2 separate regions of the Callithrix jacchus genome follow, and region 2 is linked to region 1. A link is a contact called in public Hi-C data. All regions are on one chromosome and are shown on one strand. Each heading gives the region's core, a stretch centred on a gene start, on an enhancer-like site or on the middle of the called end of the contact. The rest is flanking DNA. Distances are from core to core; before and after follow the strand shown.

What was found. A called contact is a pair of places that touch in the nucleus more often than the background predicts.
Region 2: a Hi-C map of induced pluripotent stem cells shows a contact between it and region 1, with 3 times the contacts expected there. The contact joins the enhancer-like site here to the promoter of CPAP in region 1. A contact is called at or near these places in 3 of 3 Hi-C or Micro-C datasets (induced pluripotent stem cells and skeletal muscle).

The regions. Positions count from the first base shown.
Region 1 is chr5:144,266,042-144,268,785 of calJac240_pri, forward strand. CPAP (centrosome assembly and centriole elongation protein) reads right to left here and starts at 1,413. Exons shown (of 19, transcript XM_054256719.2): 1 at 1,286-1,413.
Region 2 is chr5:144,348,630-144,351,373 of calJac240_pri, forward strand. No RefSeq gene overlaps it. Among named protein-coding and RNA genes, the nearest start is that of PABPC3, 21 kb to the left of the region's middle. Within about 2 kb of position 1,427, at least 3 of the 16 cell types and tissues checked have an H3K27ac peak or open chromatin away from gene starts, as enhancers often do.

The sequences.
Region 1 (2,744 bases), core at 163-2,662:
GTGGTCTCTCAGCTTCCAGTAGAGAACTGAGCTTGCCTTCAGGGCATGAGAGGGTTCAAAGGATGGGAATGGAAGCTTGCAAGGCCTCCCGAGAACTGAGTTCAGAACGGTCACTTCTGCCACATTCTGTTTGGTAAAGAAACTCACAGAGCCGCCCAGATTCTAAGTGTGGGAAACAGACTCCACCTCCTGGTGGGAGGGGCTCCAGAGTCACATTTCCAGGGCCTGAATATGAGCAGGGGGAGAGAATTCAAGCCATTCTTGCATTCAACCCGCCACATTGACATGTTTTTATCATTAAAGTTTTTATCCTACAACTTTAATGATAAAACATCATGTCAAAATGTTATAAGTGTGACATGATGGGGAAGATACAATAATTTCTCCACTGTCAGCAAAATATCTCTACAGCCAGCTGCCTACCATACACACAAATAGACAGAGCCCACTTCCACCCATGACTGTTAGAGGAGCAAGTGTTTGACTTGCTCATTTTAATATAAATATTCTACTTTTCTCCCTTTGGTCTGTATTACATCTGAATCAAAGATGATATATAACATGCCTTGATGTAGAATGATTTGGGAGTTTTTCCTCCTTGTGATTTTTTCTTTTTTGAGGCAGAGTCTCACATTGTCATACAGGCTGGAGTGCAGTGGTGTGATCACAGCTCACTGAAGCCTCAACCTCCTGGACTCAAGCGATCCTCCTGCTTCAGCCTCCCAAGTAGCTGAGACTACAGGTTCCTACTACCACACCTGGCTACATTAAAAATATTTTTTTTGTAGAAATGGGGTCTTACTATGTTGGCCAAGGCTGGTCTCCTGCCCTCAAGCAATCCTCCTGCCTTGGCCTCCCAAAGTGCTGGGATTATAGGTGTCAGCTACTGTGTCTGGCCTATTAATCTTTTATATTCTGGCATGTATTATCATCTAAATTTCCATGTATATTTGTGGACTCAATAAAAGATATATATCTTAAAGCATGCTTTCTTTTACACAGATTAATGACTCTTGCACTCACCACAGTTTTGTAATAATACATATGATTCATACTTTGACTGAATGATAGAATTCCAATCTCTAAACACTTAAAGGAGGTTTTCCACTTCAAGTTTCACATAGAATCTTTACCTAGATTTAAAGGTGGGGCTGGACTCAGTGGCTCACGCCTGTAATCCCAGCACTTTGGGAGGCCAAGGCGGGTGGATCACGAGGTCAGGAGATCGAGATCATCCTGGTCACCATGGTGAAACCCCGTCTCTACTAAAAATACAAAAAATTACCTGGGCATGGTGGTGCGTGGCCGTATTCCCAGCTACTCAGGAGGCTGAGGCGGAAGAATTGCCTGAACCCAGAAGGCGGAGGTTGCAGTGAGCCGAGATCGTGCCATTGCACTCCAGCCTGGGTAAAAGGAGCAAAACTCCGTCTCAAAAAATAATAATAATAAAATAAAAAATAAAATAAAATAAAAGTGAATACTGAATTTTAATACTAACAACAAATTAAAATGTCACACCACATTTGTATCACTAATGTTCTCACAATGATTAGATACAGTGGTAACCTATGCAAGGAGATGACCATTGATCAGATGCAGGTTCAGGAGTGACATAAATAAGGTTGCAGCAGGCTTCCAGAGAGGAAGCACAGGCAGACAGCAGGGTTTCAGCTGAACGTGAGGCCAAAGCTGAGCTCTGGGTGTCTCTGTGATCCCAAGTGACACTTAGAAGATGAAATAAGCCAACGTATGTAGAGAACATGGGGCACACAGATGGCAGGTCTTCTTTTTCACTATTTTTTCCTTTGGTCAGAATTTGTTATAATGCTGCATTTTTTTTTTTGAGACAGAGTCTCACTCTATTGCCCAGGCTGGAGTCCAGTGGGGCGATCTCAACTCGCGGTAACCTCTGCCTCCCAGGTTCAAGCAATCCTCCTGCCTCAGCCTCCCAAGTAGCTGAGATTACAGGCATGCACCACAATGTTCAGCTAATTTTTGTATTTTAAGTAGAGACAGGATTTCACTATGTTGGCCAGGCTGGTCTCAAACTCTTGAGCTCAAGTGATCCACCTGCCTCGGCCTCTCCAAGTGCTGGGATTACAGGCGTGAGGCACTGTGCCCGGCCCTGCATTGTGTTTTGACCCTCAGTGAAACTTAGCAGCAAAGCTTCTTGAGTCGAAGCACAGATGAGGTTAAGGAAAGGGAATATCTGTGCGAAAAGGATCCTGGTCCCTGGGAGAGTCACGCTTGACGTTGTGTAGAAGCTGCTGTCTCCATGCCTTGTTGCTTCAGTTACCCAAAAACCTCCATGTTTCTCACTGTTGAGACAGTCACTGCCACCGCATGGCGGCAATTATTTCACCTCTTCAAGAGTAGGTTGCAAATGCCGTTAAACCCAGGGCAGGCAAAGTATATGGAATCTATAGATAGAATCTGTAGAATCGTTTATGATGATTTTTAAAAACCAAAAAGATAACTGATAATTTTGGATGTAAACTTTATACTCATGATAGCCCCCTCCAGGTCTAGAATAATTAGAACTCTAAATAAATCATTTGTTTCCACAGATAGGTTCCATCTCAGGAGCAAATCACAAAATGACTACATAGAGAGATATGTATTATTTTGGCTACTGAAAAGCTATTCATTTCCAGATATATTTCTATTTGTGTACTATAATAATTTATCACTTTCATATTTGTGTTTCAGATTAGTTTAAATCGCATGGCTGCACATGTTTTCAA
Region 2 (2,744 bases), core at 177-2,676, 83 kb after region 1:
CACATGCACGCACACGAACTCAGAGACCCCACCCCCAAAACACACACACTGCCCACTCTTCTACCTTGCAGCCAAGTGTGTGACTCCTTAGATGACACAGAAAGGATTTATTTAATAGGAGACTGAACATTTTGAACACGGGAATAACCTGGAAATGTGAATATTTATGAACGTTGAGTAGGCTGGATTAGCAAGATCAGAGACTGGAAGAAAGACCAGGTGGGTGTCTTCTCCTGTCTTTTCCTTCTAACTAGCATTCGGTCAGCCTGTGTAGAGGGCCTGCTACACCCTGCGGGTAATTCATGCATTGTCCCTGCCTCCCAGTTACCCCTCCTCTGATGCTGGCTTGCAAATGGGCTTTCTTCCATCATTTCACCCCCAAAACATGTATGAATTGACATTGTTACTTGCCAAACAGGAAATAACATAAAAGCATGAATTCTAGAGGAATTTTTTTGGAAATGAAAATACAGATTTCAGAAGCCATTGGGAAAGGAAGATTTACAGGACAAAATAACTAACAAAAATGCTAATATTCAAAACTTCTATTGGCACAAACCTAGATGACTGGGAGAATGAGAGTGCTTGTGTAGAGGAGTGAAAACAATTTTCTCCTCGACCCTTCATAGGTTCCTAGCTGGGTCTCCCTGTCAGACGTGTCTGAGCCAGAGCAACTCCATCTTGAGTGAGGGCTAGGAAAAATGAGGCTGGGCCTTGCTGGGCTGCATTCCTAGAAAGTTAGGGATTCTTAGCCTCCAGATGTTTACAGTTAAGGGAACAGGTTGATAACATTTACGAAACAGACCCAGACTTAGGAGTCTCCTGATATCCCAATAGCTTGAGAATAGGTGCATTCCTAATTTTGCTTTAAAGATAATAATATCGATTCTTGCAAAATAAATTAAGAAAATTAACCCTTTATCACAAACCCTGGTAGCAGAGTACATCTCCCCATGATCTTGTTTTTAATCCTGTATATAGATGAGCACTGTACCCAGGGAGGACGCGTTTCTCCTCTTACTTTCGAGAACACCCTGCTCTGTCTGTGGAGTAGCTATTCTTTCACCCCTTTACTTTCTTAATAAACTTACTTTTGCTTTGCACTGTGGACTTGCCCTAAATTCCTTCTTGCACAAGATCCAAGAACCCGCTCTTGGGGTCTGGATGGGACTCTTTTCTGGTAACAGCGCTATGTTGCCCAGACCGGCCTTGAACTCCTGGCCTCAAACAATCCTACAGATTCGACCTCTGAGTGCTAGGTCACAGGCATGAGCCACTGTGCCCAGCTGGAACAATCTTTATGAAGACGAATTAAAGCTGTGAGAGATGAAACCAGAAAAGAGGCAGCAGGAGTAATGGATTTTGTTGGAGAATGAGCCACAGAAACATGATCATAAGGCAAACCGTGGGGCCTAACCCTGCCTTCTCAGCCCTTGGGATGGGAGATGACACTAGAGAAGAGGAGACTGGTATGAAAATGCCAGGAGGGTGAATTCTGGCAAAAATGGGGGCATCTTCAGTTTTACTTGGCACCAAAAGGAAAATTCAATGCACATTCTTTCCTAAATGCCCAAAAGCCTAATGAGGTTTTGCTTTCTTTGTCTTCTCTTTCCAGAACTCTCGAGCCTCATTCTTAGCCACACCATGAGGTTTTAGAGGCCTAAGGTGTGAGGACACTGTGGTGCCACAAAAATAGACAAGCAGGTAATCATACGGGATGCAAATGGCATGTGCGCTGAAGTCAGAAGAGCCTTCTTCCATATTTTCATTGCAAAATCAGAACTTCGGTGAGTTTTTAAAAATGTTTGTACCTCTGTTTTGCTGATGACCCAACTAAGAGTCCCAACTGCCCCTGGGAATCCCAGCACAGCCTTGTAACCAAGCACTGCTTCTCAGTCTCTGTGAGAGCCTGGAGCTCTGTGCGCGGCTCTTTCTTGTTGTCCTGGGCTGGCCTTGTGCTTTCGTGACTGGGCCAGGCTCCTGGGCTCTGTGTCCGATGCAATCAGTGCCAGCTGAATGCCTGGACGTCCTCAGCATTCGGGATGAAACACTGGGCCGGGCCCTTGCATGTGACACTGTGGCTGTTTCAGATCAGCCGCAACGCCTGGCCCCAGTATTCTCCCCCATCCCCTCACACTCTGGACAGATTTTCCAGAGCCACTCTGTCCTTTCCTTTAGCAAAGAGCCTGCTCCTGCTCTCTCTAAGGCAGGGCCAAGCACAGCTCCTGTCCCCCAAGGGCATGTGCCTTTGCATTGCCTGAGGATGCTCCTCGGTCCCAAGTCCTCGGTGCTTTGCTTCTCGGGACAGTTTTCTGCTCTCAGGTGAGCACTCAGAGGAGCTCTTCCAGTGACACACTTCCAGGTCCACCTGAATCCTTTCAGGAAGGACCTTGTCCCTCTGAATGCTGGCGATCACATTTCCGCACAATTTAAGAAGTACACCTCGTAGAAAAACTTAGAAAGCTTTTCCAAAACCACCAGGCTTAGGCACCCTTCTGTCTTTGCTTCAAAGAAACAAAGATGGTATTTAAGCTCTTTGGGATCTACCCTAGAGAATTCCTCACTGTTCTGGGTCATCGCCCAGGTATTCAGGAGATACACATACTGTTAAACTTCTGTTTGTTTCTCTCTTGTTAATTTGCCTTTTGTTACAGGGAGATTCCCAAAGAGGAACCCGGGAGGGTGGAGGTTTATGGGAATGTCTAGATATATTTATAAATCATAAAATTGTTATTTTGTTATTT